Regions from separate parts of the Ovis aries genome. Here region 2 is linked to region 1. Evidence: chromatin contacts called from public Hi-C data. All regions are on one chromosome and are shown on one strand. Each heading gives the region's core, a stretch centred on a gene start, on an enhancer-like site or on the middle of the called end of the contact. The rest is flanking DNA. Distances are from core to core; before and after follow the strand shown.

Evidence for each region. Hi-C and Micro-C count contacts between places; a contact is called where the count stands out from the background.
Region 2: a contact with region 1 is called in a Hi-C map of tail adipose tissue, with 3 times the contacts expected there. The contact joins the promoter of MAN2B1 here to the promoter of MAST1 in region 1. A contact is called at or near these places in 4 of 16 Hi-C or Micro-C datasets (blood, omental adipose tissue and tail adipose tissue).

What each region holds. Positions count from the first base shown.
Region 1 is chr5:11,006,787-11,013,973 of ARS-UI_Ramb_v3.0, forward strand. MAST1 (microtubule associated serine/threonine kinase 1) reads right to left here and starts at 3,447. Exons shown (of 27, transcript XM_042249854.2): 1 at 3,388-3,447. The coding sequence starts at 3,426. RTBDN (retbindin) reads left to right here and starts at 6,383. Exons shown (of 6, transcript XM_027969550.3): 1 at 6,383-6,453; 2 at 6,977-7,187. The coding sequence starts at 7,104.
Region 2 is chr5:11,135,551-11,142,737 of ARS-UI_Ramb_v3.0, forward strand. It overlaps MAN2B1 (mannosidase alpha class 2B member 1), which reads left to right and starts at 3,445. Exons shown (of 24, transcript XM_027969572.2): 1 at 3,445-3,762; 2 at 4,449-4,551; 3 at 4,728-4,901; 4 at 5,270-5,463; 5 at 6,112-6,244; 6 at 6,465-6,610. The coding sequence starts at 3,460. WDR83OS (WD repeat domain 83 opposite strand) reads left to right here. Exons shown (of 4, transcript XM_027969571.2): 2 at 1,628-1,733; 3 at 2,103-2,200; 4 at 2,319-2,724. The coding sequence ends at 2,385.

The sequences.
Region 1 (7,187 bases), core at 2,197-4,696:
TTTAGTTAAGCAAGGTGATGTGATGGGAAATGGCTAGGAGGGGAACATGAGGGCCAGAGGGCTGCTCTGTAGAGGTGACTTTTAAATTGGTTGCTGAAAAAATAAGTCAGTCATGGGAGGATCTGTGGAGAGAGCATTCCAAGTAGAGGCAGTTGCAAAGCCCTCGAGGCAGGAATAAACTTGGCATGCTCAAGCAGGAAAGGTTGAATGACTGGATGAGTGAATGACCCCTCCGCATCTCAGTAGCTCTACCCCACGCTCAACCAGATTCACAGAGTTGGGGTGGGGGTCATTAGCAGGGCTCAAAACTGAGATCTGACATGGAATCAGGGGGCTTCCCTGGTGGTCAGGTGGTTAAGGCTCCAGACTTCCACTGCAGGAGATGCGGGTTTAATCCCTGGTCGGGGAACTAAGATCCCACATGCCATGTGGTGGACAAAAAAAAAGGGAGGGGGAAATCAGGTGATGGCTGGGTAGTCTTTTTCAGTAATGGCAGTGATAAACATGATAACCATGGGTAGGTTTTAGCTCTGTCCACATTAGAAGACATTTGCATTCTGTTTGTCAAGCACACAGGAAGCCACCACTGGGACCAGAAATTAGAGATTTGGACCCTTTTCCGAGAGCACTGAAGAACAGAAGGGAGAAGCAACATCGTCTTCCAGCCAGTTCTGTGTCCACAGGCTATGGTGAATAGAAGGGACTGGGTAGGGCTGCAAGTAGAAAGATTCAGATGAGGGTTTCAAAACCTCTTTAGTGGGGACTCCAGCCAGGGATCTGCCTGGTGGCACAGACAGTAAAGAATCTGCCCACAGTGTGGGAGACCTGCTTTTGATCCCTAGGTCGGGAAGATACCCTGGAGAAGGGCACAGCAACCCACTCCAGTATTCCTGCCTGGAGAATCCCATGGACAGAGGAGTCTGGCGGGCTACAGTCCATAGGTCTCAAGGAGTCGAACGCAACTGAAGCCCACCAACCAGGGAGAATTGAGGAATGTTCTAGGATCTTTCTAGGATCTCTGATAGCAGAAAGTCCTGAGTTTGAATCCCAGCTTTACCACTTAAAACCTTGGCAAATGACCTTCCAATAGTTCATACCTTCTAGAGGATTCTGCAGATGATGCAGGTGCCTAGCACCTTAGTATGCTGCCTAGCACACATAGTAATTGCTCAGTAAATATTAGATCATAGGAACATTGTGGATGTATATGCTGTATGGCAGAAGATGAGCCAGAGGGACCTCGCAGTCCCAAGTACAGAGGACAGATGGATAGTTGGGGTCAAAGGGCGCACTGTCCAGATTGGTAGCTCTGCCATCCCGAGCCAGGGATGACCAAAATTCTGTACCAGATTTTCCTTCTGTCTTTGCAGAATTAGCTTGAATGAGCCGCCCCTTGGACCAGCCTTGCCAGGCAACTGCAATGGCCCAGTCAAAACCAAGATCTGGATTTTCTGGCCATGGAGTCCGGTACTCAAAACTCAGAGACACTGTGGCCTATGAGGGTGAGCCCCAGGGCTCTAGGTGCTCTAAGTGCTACCTAGAAAAGTTTTCGACTCTAGCCCCATCTGCTAAGCATCCCTAAACATTTTAGTGTCGAGGAAAGGGAAAATGTGGAGAGGCAGAGGATTTGGACCTTGGTGTCAGTGTAAATAGAGGCCACTTCCATCGCCAGTTACAGAACTGCTTTGCCCAGCGGATTCTGCATCTCCTTGGGATTAAAGAAAGGAGGGCCCTGCGGAAAGGGCATTTGAGCTTAGATTGCTGTACGATCCGAATTCACACGCGGGAAACTTGGGCGCTCCACAGTTGTGGGACAGCTCCTAAGGGGTTGCACCAATGTGTGAGAGTGTAGTCAGGCTGCACAGTGGTTTACCGTGCCAGAAGGGAAGCGGTTTGGGCAGGATCTCGGCGGAGTACCTCGGCCAAGACAAGCTTTGGGAAGGATAGTTGGGTGAATGGGAGGATCCCGGGATAGGGGCGTGGTCTTGCGGGGAGAACGAAATCCCGCGTGGCACTGAGCCAATGGGAGTCGGCGCCGACCCAGGGGGCGGAACACCCTAGGAAGGCTCCTCCCCTTTCCCCCTTTATTCCAGGACCCGAGGGCACGGACCATATCTGGCTGCCTCAGTACTTGTTCGGTCTTCGCGGCATCTCCCTTCCTTGTATTAGAACCCATTCTCCTAACCCAACCCAGGGATAAGAAGGGAATCAGAGGAAGACCTGAAGAGTCCATCTGGGCTGTGGTTAAAACTCAGGACTGGTTCCAGCATCATCCAGACGCCTGAGAAGTCCTTGCCCTCTGAAATGGCCCCTTCCAAAAGTGGAAGAGGGCCCTGGGTGAGGGTTTGAATTCTCTCCTCATCCCAAACTCCAGGCTAGGGATGCAGCCTGAGACTGGGCTCATTCTAGGCTTTACATAAACTCTTCCAGATTACCTAGCTCGGGGCTGTGCGTCAAGGAGACTCAGAAGAACCAGATGCCAGGCAGGCCTTAGGGTGAAGTTTTGATCAATTTTCACTCTGGAGTTAGTTTGGAGGCAACACCAAACCCCCATATTAACCCTTAAAAGTGCATGCTGCGGACCAAATAGAACCCTTCTCAACTTCAGAATCCCCACCCATCTAGGAGGTGGGAGTTCCCCACACTCCACAGCAAGCCTCAGTATCCCACTCCGTGCAGTGGACCCACATTTCCTGCGCCTGCGCAGCCTGGAGACCAACATCTAAGGCTGCAAGGAGCTAAAAATCGCTCCCGCCCACCCACAAGCTGGGCTGGGCTTGAGGATCGCGGAGTGGGGGCGGGGGTAGGGTAGTGTTGTAGTGAAGAGGGGTGGAATCAAGGGTGAGGAGGAAGACTGTCTAGATCCCTGTCCAATTAGGGCAGTAGGAAGAATCTCGGTGGCCAAGCAGGTGCGTGCAGGTCGTAGGGGGTCCCCATGACTCAGAAAGGGACTCCTAGGGTAATGAGGGGCGAGGCTGCAACACAAACATGTTTACCGCTGCTGCGGCGCCTGCAGCCCCGGGGGCCGCGAGCCCTGGGGCAATAACTTTGCCCTGCACCCCCTCACCCCGAGCCTGGCCGAGCACCAGGGCGAAGATCTCAGTCCCAGCCCCCTATCTCCTCTGAAGGGTCGGGCGCCCCTGGGCTACTCTCGAGGGGGAGCGCTAGGCTGCAGGCCCCTCCGTCAGATCCCTGGGTCCCCGGGCAGAGCCTGAGGGGCGGGGTCCCCAGCGCGGCGGGACGCGGCCACCTCGTTCCCCCCGGGTAGCTTCCCGAGGCCGTGGGAGGGGGTGCCTGGGCCCACCCCGGCGTCAAGTTCTCCCGCCTCCTGCCGGGCTCCGCCCCGGGGTGCCGACCCCTTCCCATCCACCCGGGGCCGCCGCATACCTGCAGCCTCCGGCGACGAATCAGGCCGGAATCGTCCATGGCGGCGGCGGCAGCGGCTTCGGCCCCCGGGAGGGAGGTGGGAGGCGGCGGTAGCGGCGGGAGGCGGGAGGCGGGAGGGAGTGAGAAGCCGCGGGGACCGCGGCGGCGGCGGCTGGGGCGGGGGGGGGGGGACCGGAGGGAGGTGGCGGGGGCGGAGCAAAGTGGGGCGGACCCGGCACCGTCACTGCGTCTGGGCGCCCGAGCCCGGCCTTGGCCGAGGCTGCCCGCGCAGGGGGAAAGGGGGTAAGCGTGGGGGAGGAGCCTCCAGATGCCCCCAGTGAAGTCAAGCTACCGTGAGACCCCCGTAAGGAAAGACGTGCCAGGGGAGAGACATGCTCGTGGGTAGGCTCCCAACGCAAGAAACACCCCAAGGGAGACAAGCTCACTAAGATACATTCCCTATGCAGACAACTCCCTCCCCGCAGTGATCCCCTCAGAGAGACACATTCCCACGGGGAGGTAGTCCCCGCAGGGAGGTCCTCTCCAATCAGGAACTCCTTTCACCCTGAGAATCATTTCTGAAACAGATGGTCTCTGAGAGGTGACACTTCCTTTCAAAAGCCCACCCTTCAAAGAAGAGACATTTCCGTAGAGAAGGATCCGCGCCAGGATATTTCACTTGGGGAGCCTGGTGAGGGTACCCTCAATGAAAGACCCCATAAAAGCCATAGTCTCTATGAGAAATTGCCCCTATCCACGAGACTTCATATCCCAAGGAGTCTCTTAGAGTGTATCTGCAGTGTATGAGACCTGTCCTCATAGGAGATGCCCCCTCAGGAAAACACTTACAGGCATATACGAACCCCCTTCCCAAGCAGAGACTCCTCGGGGAACCCTGCCGCCCCCTCCCCCAGCGATCCCCTCCCTCATCGTCGGGATTAAGAAGCCAGGCTAGGCTGGGCTGTATTTATAGGAACGATTAGCTGGTAGTTGGGAAGGGGGGCAGCGGGAGCGATTTTCACCACTCCCCCGCAGTGTTCCTACTGCTGAGGCCAAGCCAACAATGCTTCCCAGAGTTGGAGTGGAAGCCCCCACCCCCAACGTTGACATTGGAGGGCACGGCGGGGTGGCGGCTTCCCAAGGGTCTCAGCCCATAACCTTCTCGAAGGCCCTGGAGGGCGCGGTCACTGGGCCGGAGCGACCTCTGACAGTCAAAGGGAGCCACTTCGAAGTCTACTTCTTGGTGTTCCCCAGGCGCTTTTCTACTCATCTCTGCGCCTTTGCCTGAGTTGTCTTGATCTGTTTCTCTCTGTCTCTGTCGGCATGTTTGTGCTGCCATCTCGCCGAGTCTGTTCCTCGCACTCCTCTGTCCAAGGTCGGGACATTTCTTTTGCCCCGGATTCAGCCTGCAGCCTAGGGAACTCTCCGTGGTGCTGATCTGGAGCACTCCTGTCCGTCGTGCTGAAATATGAGCGCAGGGTTGGGGGCGAAGGTCAGGGGAAAGGAAGGGTTATCGGGAGGCACAGCTTAGAAGATGGACAGATATGACCCACGAACACCCTGGACTACCCCAAGATGGAGCGGGTGAGGGCTAAGTCCACTGGATACTGGTTGCTGAAGCCAACAGCGTGTACCCATGCAGCGCCCAGGAGACAGTGTCTCTTGATTCATTTATTCAACAGGTATTGAGCACCTACTGTGTGCAAAGAAGTGGTTTGGATTTTGGGAGTACATCCATAAAAGAGACAGACAAAAACTCTGCACTAGTCTGAGACGAAAGGGAGAGAGATTGTGGTAGTGGTCATTGCTCACAAAAACATGCACACTCTACGAGCACAGGCAAACACACACACACACACACACACTGCAAACTTACACATGAACATAAACATGCCAACGCATGTTCAACAAACAGACTCACATACACATACACCCATTCTGGAAACACTCCACAAAACATACATTCTACAAACACACACACATACAAACATATATGGAGCAAACACAGAAACACATATACAGACAAACTGACGTTCTGCAAACATACATCCAAACACGTACTTAGAAAACACAGACATACACACACTCAGCAATGCAGACACACACAACACATACAAACACAAGCATAGGCAGGCATATACACAACCATAATCCAAACCAAGGGAAGCTCAGCTGCACACTAAATACAGTATGCAAAATACAGACACATTATCCTCCCAGTACAAAACATGGACACGCATACACGTACTCATGAACTCACTGGAAGGTTGTTTTTCTTTCTTTCTTTTAGTTTTAGTTTATTTTGGAGGGCCGTTTTACTTGCTGGACACTGCCACTAAACTGTCAGCTCTACGAGGATTGAGATTTTCATGTCTTAGTCAAAACGTTGCATCCTCAGAAGCTGGTATACCATAAGTGCTCAATAAATGTTTGTTGAATGAATTGAGGGAATGTTTGTAGGGGACAAAAATTCACAGAAACTTCAGAGGGGTCATGCACACACACATTTTAGAGGGAGACACACACCATCTCCACACATGGTACCTTATTCACTCATCGTCAACATTCATAGTCAACAACTTTTATCCACCGACCTATTCACAGTATTTCTGCAGGATACCTACCCTCTTCCTACATCCCTCTCCCCAGCATTTATTACCTGACTCTTACTCAGCTGGATACACTAGGCTTGGAACATTTACAGACCTCCTTACCCAGATTTTGAACATACACACATACATGCACACAAACCCAAGAGATTTGCATAAGCATACCCTCACACAACAAACACATATAAACTCTCAGTACATACACACACACACACACATACACACACACACCCTCATCCAACACACACACACACTCTTCACACATACAGAGTTTAAGTCACAAGCTCTACGTAAAGACAAACACAAGGACATGTACACACCAGCCCCAGATCCTCTGGTCTTTGGTTCCCTGGAGCAGAGGGAGGGGTTAGGGAAAACCACTCCTCTGCATCAACCACGCCCCTTTCAGCTGTCGTTGTTTCCTGGATTTGAGCCTGAGGTGTCTCAGCAGCGGCCTAGACTCCAGTTCGACTAACAGGTGAGAGGTGGCCAGAAGTGGCCACAGGAAGAAGAGAGGGGGAAAAAATTGCCTTGACTTCACAGACCCCCAGTATCCCCTGCCCTGGGGACTTTGGATCCCAGGGGCAGAACCCGAGTCCTGCCACAGTCAAGGTTGGCTCCAAAGGTCTAGCCCTGGGTGGCAGTTCCTAAGCCGATTGTAGGCTGAGAGAGAGAAGATGACCATGAAAGGGGCCAGCAGGGATCGAGTGGGAAGGAGGGAGGAGACTGGGCAGAGGAGAGGATGGAATTACTGGACAGAAGAGGGGACTGGAAAATCCCGGACGTCCCCTTAGAGGATGGAGGAGGTTGCCTGGGGTCCTGTAGAGTGGGAGATTGTTTCAGGGGAGGGAGATGGGGAACCATGGTCAAACAGGAGTGAGGTCACTTGCACCTGAAGGGATGGAAGGGACATAAGCCCCCCATGGGGGGCTCCTGGGTCAGAGGCAGGCCTTGGTGCCCCATGGGGAATTTAGAGTGTTTGCCTATTGCTTCCTCATCAGCTGCCCATTCTTTCGTCTGCCTGGCACTGTCTCCTGGCTGTGCATCAGGACAGTGCCACCCTAAGCTACCAGAAAGGGACAACTGAACCTCACCCTGCATCCCAGCTACCTCTCATCTCAGGCGGACATGGCCTGCAGGGGTCGCACTCGACCCAGGGCCTTGGCCTGGGCCCTGCAGCTGACCCTGGCATGGATGCTGCTGGGGGCTAGT
Region 2 (7,187 bases), core at 2,195-4,694, 130 kb after region 1:
CTGTTGCTTTTTAAAAAAAGTTTTATTTATTTATGGTTGTGTTGGGTCTTCGTTGCTTTGTGCAGGCTTTCACTAATTGCAGTGAGCAGGGGCTACTCTTTGCAGACTTCTCGTTGCAGTGGGCTTCCCTTGTTGCGGAGCACAGGCTCTTAGGCATATGGGCTTCAGTAGTTGCAGCACGCAGGCTTGGTGCTCAGAGGTTGTGGTACACAGGCTTAGTTGCTCCCCAGCACGTGGAATCTTCCCAGACCAGAGATGGCACCCATGTTCTTTGCATTGATGGGTGGGTTCTTACCCACTGCGCCGTCAGGGAAGTACAGTTGCTGTTTCGCAAGCTTTGTCTGGTTGAGGATTTTTTTTTTTGCTGTGCCCCACGGAATGCAGGCTCTTAGTTCGCCAACCAGGGATAGAACCCGAGACCCCTGCAGTGGAAGCTTGGAGACTTAAACCACTGGACCCCCAGGGAAGTCCTGAAACCCTCACTTTCAAGGGCAGTCTTGTCTCAGGGAAGCCTTCCCCACGACACCCATTGTAATTCTAGGTTGTTTTTAGTCATACTTTGCCATTTTTGTAGATATTTACAGCTTCTGAGATTACAGTTCTTGGTCATAAAAATAAGCAGGTGTGCCAACGGGTAGACTCATTAAAGGACATGGTGGGGTCAGAGATGCTCCCATCTCTCTTGGCTGGCCTTTATCTACACAAATGAAGACAGACAGACATGAATACTGTAACACTCCAGTCATAACCAGTTACTGTGGCCTGGCCAAGAAAAAGGCCCTGTGCACACCATCACTGACTGCCTACGTGGAACCTGGGCCTGGAGAAAGGCTTGAACCAGGAGTGGACCCTACATGGGCACTGTGGACTGATACCAAACAACTGGGGAACTGCAGACCAAACTGCCAGCACGTCCCAACAAGGAATCTGGGAACAGAACCAAGGGCCTGCGGTTTCCAGCCAAATGAGGAACTGTAGTCAGAACCACCAGCAGCTCCCAGCATGGAACTAGTGATTCCAGACAAATGAGGAACTGGCCAGAAAGCCAATTAGGTCGGGAGCATGACACAGAGAGCAGAGCTCAGAACTGAGAGGAACTTACCCATGGCCTCCAGATCCAGCGAGAAAGACAGTGAACTCAGAAGGGGATTCACGGGTACCCCTCCTTGTGTTCCTTGTCCCTGAATGTCAGAGGTTCACTTTGGATCCTGTTGCTGCTACCAAACCTCTTGAAAAACAAAATTCACCTGAGTAAATTCTAAAGGTCTAATTGGCTTTACTGAAGGATTCATGAATCTGGCAACATCTCGTCTAACAAGTAGAGGGGAGCATTAAAGGGCTATAGAAACAGAAAGGTTTTTAAAGGTAGAACAGGGAAGTCATAAACAGAAAAAAGGATGACTACAATGTCAGAGACTATGTTTCTGGAGGAGGCTGATGCTCCTTTCAGGCTAGGTAGTAAGCCCCAGTTTAGTGGCACGGCCTAGCATAAATGACTCCGTTTTGGACCTGTGGTTTTATTTTTAACAATGGGGATGGGTCTCAGATGGTGGGTTGGAGGTCCAGGGAAGCATCTGCCCACCCTAGGGGCAGAAGTCGAATGCCTCTGACCCTGAGCCTGCCGCAGGTACAAGCCCCCACCGAGCGAGTGTAACCCAGCCCTGGATGATCCGACACCAGACTACATGAACCTGCTCGGCATGATCTTCAGCATGTGCGGCCTCATGCTCAAGGTGGGCAGGGCTGGGGTAATGATAAGTGGAGAAAATCAGAGCTGTTGTGAAGCCAGAGGTCCGGGTCAGGGTGGGCACATTGGACGTTGGTCTGAGGCTTTAAGGCAACTTGGTGGGGTCCTTAGGGTGATGGGGGATGTTAAGGACCAGGCTTCTTAGGCTTGAGGGAACATGGTCAGAGATGCAGTTCAGGGATTAGGACCAGAACTTGGGTACCTAGAGTTAACTTTGGGAGGCTGAGACAGAGGGACTCCTGGGGATCAAGGCTGGAGCTGCACCAGGTGAAACTGGGATTGGAACTGGTGGGGGAATGGCTCACTGGGGTGCCTCTCACTGACCTAACCCTGCCCGTCCACCCCCCTCTTCCAGCTGAAGTGGTGCGCTTGGGTTGCTGTCTACTGCTCCTTCATCAGCTTTGCCAACTCCCGGAGCTCTGAGGACACGAAGCAGATGATGAGTAGCTTCATGTGAGGCTGGGTCTGGGGAGGGAGGGACTCCTGGGGGAGGGGAGGGAGCCCCCCCCCCCGACCCCCTCCCCGCCCCCCAGCCTCTCCATCCTGGACTGACACCTCTCTCCTATCTCAGGCTATCCATCTCTGCTGTGGTGATGTCATATCTGCAGAACCCTCAGCCCATGACGCCCCCCTGGTGATGTCAGCCTAGAGGGGTCACGTCTTGGGCCTCTCTAGCCACCTTGCCCTAGGCCTCACCCGTGGCTGCTCAGCCTCCTGCCATCAGCTGCAGTGCTGGGCTTCCCTGGGCGAGGCAGTCTCTGGGTCTGCAGCTGGACGGAGGGAACCTGGCCCTGACCCTGGGATCTCACGGCTGCTGGAGCAGAGAGAGGAATCCCCTCGGCCTAACCGTCCACCCCACCTTCTTTTCCTACCCTGCCTGCTCCCAGGGGAGACGCTGTCCATGTTTCTAGGTGTACCCACTCATTTTCTTGTTGAAACCCGTTAATAAAGTTTTGCATTCTGGCTGTTCTCTGCGACCCCTCTCTCCTGTGCATGGTGGCTGTTTGTCCTAATAGAGGGAAGGGCTCCACCTTCCCACTCTGTCAGGCCTGGGGTGGGGCCCCAGTCTGGAGCCTTTTGGTTAGTTCATTTGCTTATTTCGCAAGACTCATGCCTTAAGCCAGCTGCCAGAGACTAAACAGTGATCTCTGTCCTCTGACAACGCAGAAGATAGCTCTGCTGATCTCAGGAATCTGGGCTTTGGTTTTCTCAAATGTGTGAGGGTAATGTCAGGACATCGGATGGACTGGTAGGGACTGGGGAAGGTAGGCAGTTCTCCCCTTACCTGTCAGGTTCTCACTGCTCACCAGAGGACACTGGTATCTCTTGAACAAGGCTGGGGGTCTCCCCTCCCCAGCACTGTAAGGGTAATTCCTTTATTTAACGTCTCAATCCATAGGACGAAACAGCCCCCATTAACCTCAGCTCCTAGCCAAGCTAGGTCCTTTGCAAACCGTAGCCCTGAAGGTCGATGGAATACCCTAGAATCCTAGGCAATACCTCCAAGGCAAACTCAGCATCCGCGGGAAAACCTGAGACTTATGCGTCGGTGGTGGGGAGGGGGACACTATAGGGCACTCCGGTCACACAGAGGCCACAAGACCCTAAAGGCTTCACTGGCCAAAGCAGCACCCTGAGGATGTGACGCGCCAGTGCCTTCCTTCGCTGCTAGAGCCCCCAGCTGTACCCAGAGCTACCGCGTTGGTCTCGTGATGGACCTGGTCACGCCTCGGGCACGCCCCCGCCTGTGCCCATTGGCCAAGTCGGGTTCTGGAGGCGGAGCATTTACCCGGCCTCGGCCTGGCCGGAGAACCCCCGGAGGCGGAGGCCGAGGCGGCGGCGGCTGCAGAGCCATGGCTGGTGACGCGCGGCCTTCAGGGGTTCGCGCCGGCGGCTGCTGGGGCGCGGTAGAATCACGGACGAGTTTCCGCGCGCCGCGGCCACCGCTCCCGCCTCTCTCCTTCCTCTTCGTGTTGTTCCTAGCGGCGCCCTGCGCTTGGGCGGCGGGATACAAGGTGAGCGCGGCCCGCTAGCGGAAATGTACAAGAGCCATAGTGAAGCTTCCAGTAGAATCCGGAGGTGTGGGTGGGTCTGTTTTGTGGGTGCCCAGTGAGTGGTTGCTAATATGACAGTGTGATCTGGTTCATCCTTTGTGTTACTGAGAAGACTGGCTGTGTTAGTCTGAGAACGGAGCTGTCTGTGTCTGTCTCTTGCGTCTGTGGGTTGGCTTACCTGGACTTTGCAAGCATTCACATGAGCGGGCTGTAAGTGTGATGGGGACTGGTTGAGAGTTGGAAGTCAGCTGCCTGAAGTTCTAACCTGGCTTCTCCACTTGCTGGCTGTGTGACCTTGGCCAAGTCACTTCACTTCTCTGATCCTCTGTATGCTCATCTGAAAACTGGAGATAATGTTGCCCTCAGGTCCCAGGGTGGCTGCTTGGTATTAACAAATTATTGATAAACATTAGCTACTACTAGTATTTCCCCAGGGCATGCACAAGAGGTGCTCTGAGAAGTTCTGTCAATTGGGAAGTACATCTATGGCACAACTATGTGTGTCCTTCTTGGGGGAGCCCATCCCCACCTTAGTCACTTGCTTCTAGATCAAAACTTGCCTTATATCCTCCCAACTCCCCACTGCAGCCTGCCTCTTAACCTTGGGGTTACTGACAGAGTGAGGTGTGTTTGGGGTCCCTGTGCAGACATGCCCAAAGGTGAAGCCAGACATGCTGAATGTACACCTGGTGCCTCACACACACGATGATGTCGGCTGGCTCAAGACGGTGGACCAGTACTTTTACGGCAGTGAGTAGAGGAGGGTGGGGAGTGACCCCTGGGACTCCCATGGTCCCGCAGAGCCCTTCAAATTGCTTTTCAGGCCTGGACAATCAGGGTGGGGCAACACCCAGCTTGGGCTCCTGTGTCTAAGAATGTTTCCCTTGGCTTGCTGATTCCTGATTGCCTGACCCCTGTGCCCACAGTCTACAATAACATCCAGCAGGCGGGCGTACAGTACATCCTAGACTCCGTCATCTCTTCCTTGCTGGCGGATCCCACCCGCCGCTTCATCTATGTGGAAATTGCCTTCTTCTCGCGTTGGTGGCACCAGCAGACAGATGCAACACAGAAAATCGTGCGGGACCTGGTGCGCCAGGGTGAGCCTCCCCTCAGGAAGTGAAAAGAGGAAGCCCAGCCCAGCTGCTATCTCTAGCACCCTGGCTTCTGAGATTTTATCATGCCATGTGCAGCCTCTATGTGGCTGCACCTGCCTGGAATTTCCCTTTTTTGGAGAACAACTAAACATCCTGTAAGACCCCACCTCCAGTGAATCCTCTAGAAAGCCTGCTGTACAAGGGGGCCTTCTGTTCCATAGCTCACTTACACTGGCCTGAGAGTGACCCCTGACCCTTCTTCTCCTCTCAGGCCTGGTCATTTAGGCAGGTCTTCTCGTCCCTGGCATCACCAACCCTGGCCCCACTCCTGGCCTTGACAACTGACTCGGACTTTGCCCCTCCCGGCACAGGACGCCTAGAGTTTGCCAACGGTGGCTGGGTGATGAACGATGAGGCGACCACCCACTACGGAGCCATCATCGACCAGATGACACTCGGGCTGCGCTTCCTGGAGGAGACGTTCGGCAGCGACGGGCGCCCCCGTGTGGCCTGGCACATCGACCCATTCGGCCACTCTCGGGAGCAAGCCTCACTGTTCGCTCAGGTTTTCAGATCTCTTGGGCCCGCCCCTTTATTCTTTCTGACTCCTCCTCTGTCATCCAAGTCCCGCCCCTTTCTGCAAGTTCACCGGAACCCGGCCCTACCCCTGGCCCTCTCGCTGCTTAAGACCCTGCCTCTTGGGTGACCTGTGAATTCCATTCTTTTTTTGCTCTGGCCTTGGCTCTGCTCTGTCCTAGCCTAGGTTGACCCTCATCACCTATCCCCATACACCCCGGCCTCCCTTGTCCAGCTGAGTCTTCCCCCTCCCCTGATTCCACCCAGTTTGTTCTGATCCTGGCTCTTGGCCAAGCTGGGTGGCTGGTTAGGGCCTGCCTGCGGTTTTTCAGCCGGCTTCATTACCTGTGCCATGACCATCCTCCTTCCCTTGCTAGGCTGCGGAAGGGGGAATGGCTCCTAGACCTGGGGAAGGTGGAGGTGGGTTGTAGCGTTGGATTTGCTCTCTCCCGGCGCTCCTGCAGGGCTTCTGACCTTCCCCAACCTTTGAAGTGAACTGGAGGGCCTCCCTGGTCTTTGGCTTGGTTTTTCTCCCTGTGCTTGTGAGGTTGGTGGTTGGTGATGAGAGGACTGGTCCCTTACTCCTCCTGCCCTCTCTTGTTCTCCCAACCCGCTCGTCATCCTGCCCCATCTCCAGATGGGTTTTGACGGCTTCTTCTTTGGACGCCTGGATTATCAAGACAAGAAAGTGCGGGAAACGGCGTTGCAGATGGAGCAGGTGTGGCGGGCCAGCGCCAGCCTGAAGCCTCCCACCGCCGACCTCTTCACCAGTAAGGTGGCAGAGTGGAAAGAGGGCCGCCCCCGTGCTCAGAAGGGCCCTGGGCTTGATTTATAGTCTGCTATCATTGTCTTAAAATTCTTAGTAGTTTATGAACATGGGCCCACCATTTGCAGTTTGCACTGGGCTTGGCAAATTCTGAAATCCATCCCTGGTGAGGCCTGGTAGGTCTAGGGGCCATGACCACCCCCTGAGCCTAATGTGGTCCGCAGGTGTGCTCCCCAACATGTACAGCCCGCCAGAAGGTCTGTGCTGGGACATGCTGTGTGCCGACAAGCCCTTTGTGGAGGACGTGCGCAGCCCAGAGTACAACGCAAAGGAGCTGGTCCATCACTTCCTGAAGTTGGCCACTGACCAGGTAACCGGGTGTCCAGAACCTATGCCTCTAGTGTACACGCACTGGGCCCTTCCATCGGCCCAGACAGTCCCCAACGTTTCCTCACCTTCACTGGGGGAAGGTAAAATTCCATTCACCATCACCATACCTTGTTCCTGGATTTGTGTGCATTTCTGATTAGAAAGGTGGACCCCTTCGCCAGAGCACATCCCCACCATGTTTGCTAGACAGCATGGCACAGGACCTCAGTACCCATGTCTGGGTGGTAGGCCCAAGAGAATTCCTCAACCGCTTGTGGCTCTTTTTCTGTGTGTCCCTCCGCTCCCATGTGACACACTTCCACCCCTACCCCTCATGCTTCTGTGCGCTCACATTCTTTTTATTTTTTTAAAAATAATTTTATTCATTTATTTTTGGCTGTTCTGGGTCTTCGTTGCTGTGCGGACATTTTTCTAGTTTCGGCAAGTGGGGGCTACTCTCTAGTTGTGATACTTGGGCTTCTCATTTCGGCGGCTTCTGTTGTTGTGGAGCATGGGCTCTAAGGCTCTTGAGCTTCAGTAGTTGCAGCTCCCAGGCTCTAGAGCACAGGCTCAATAGT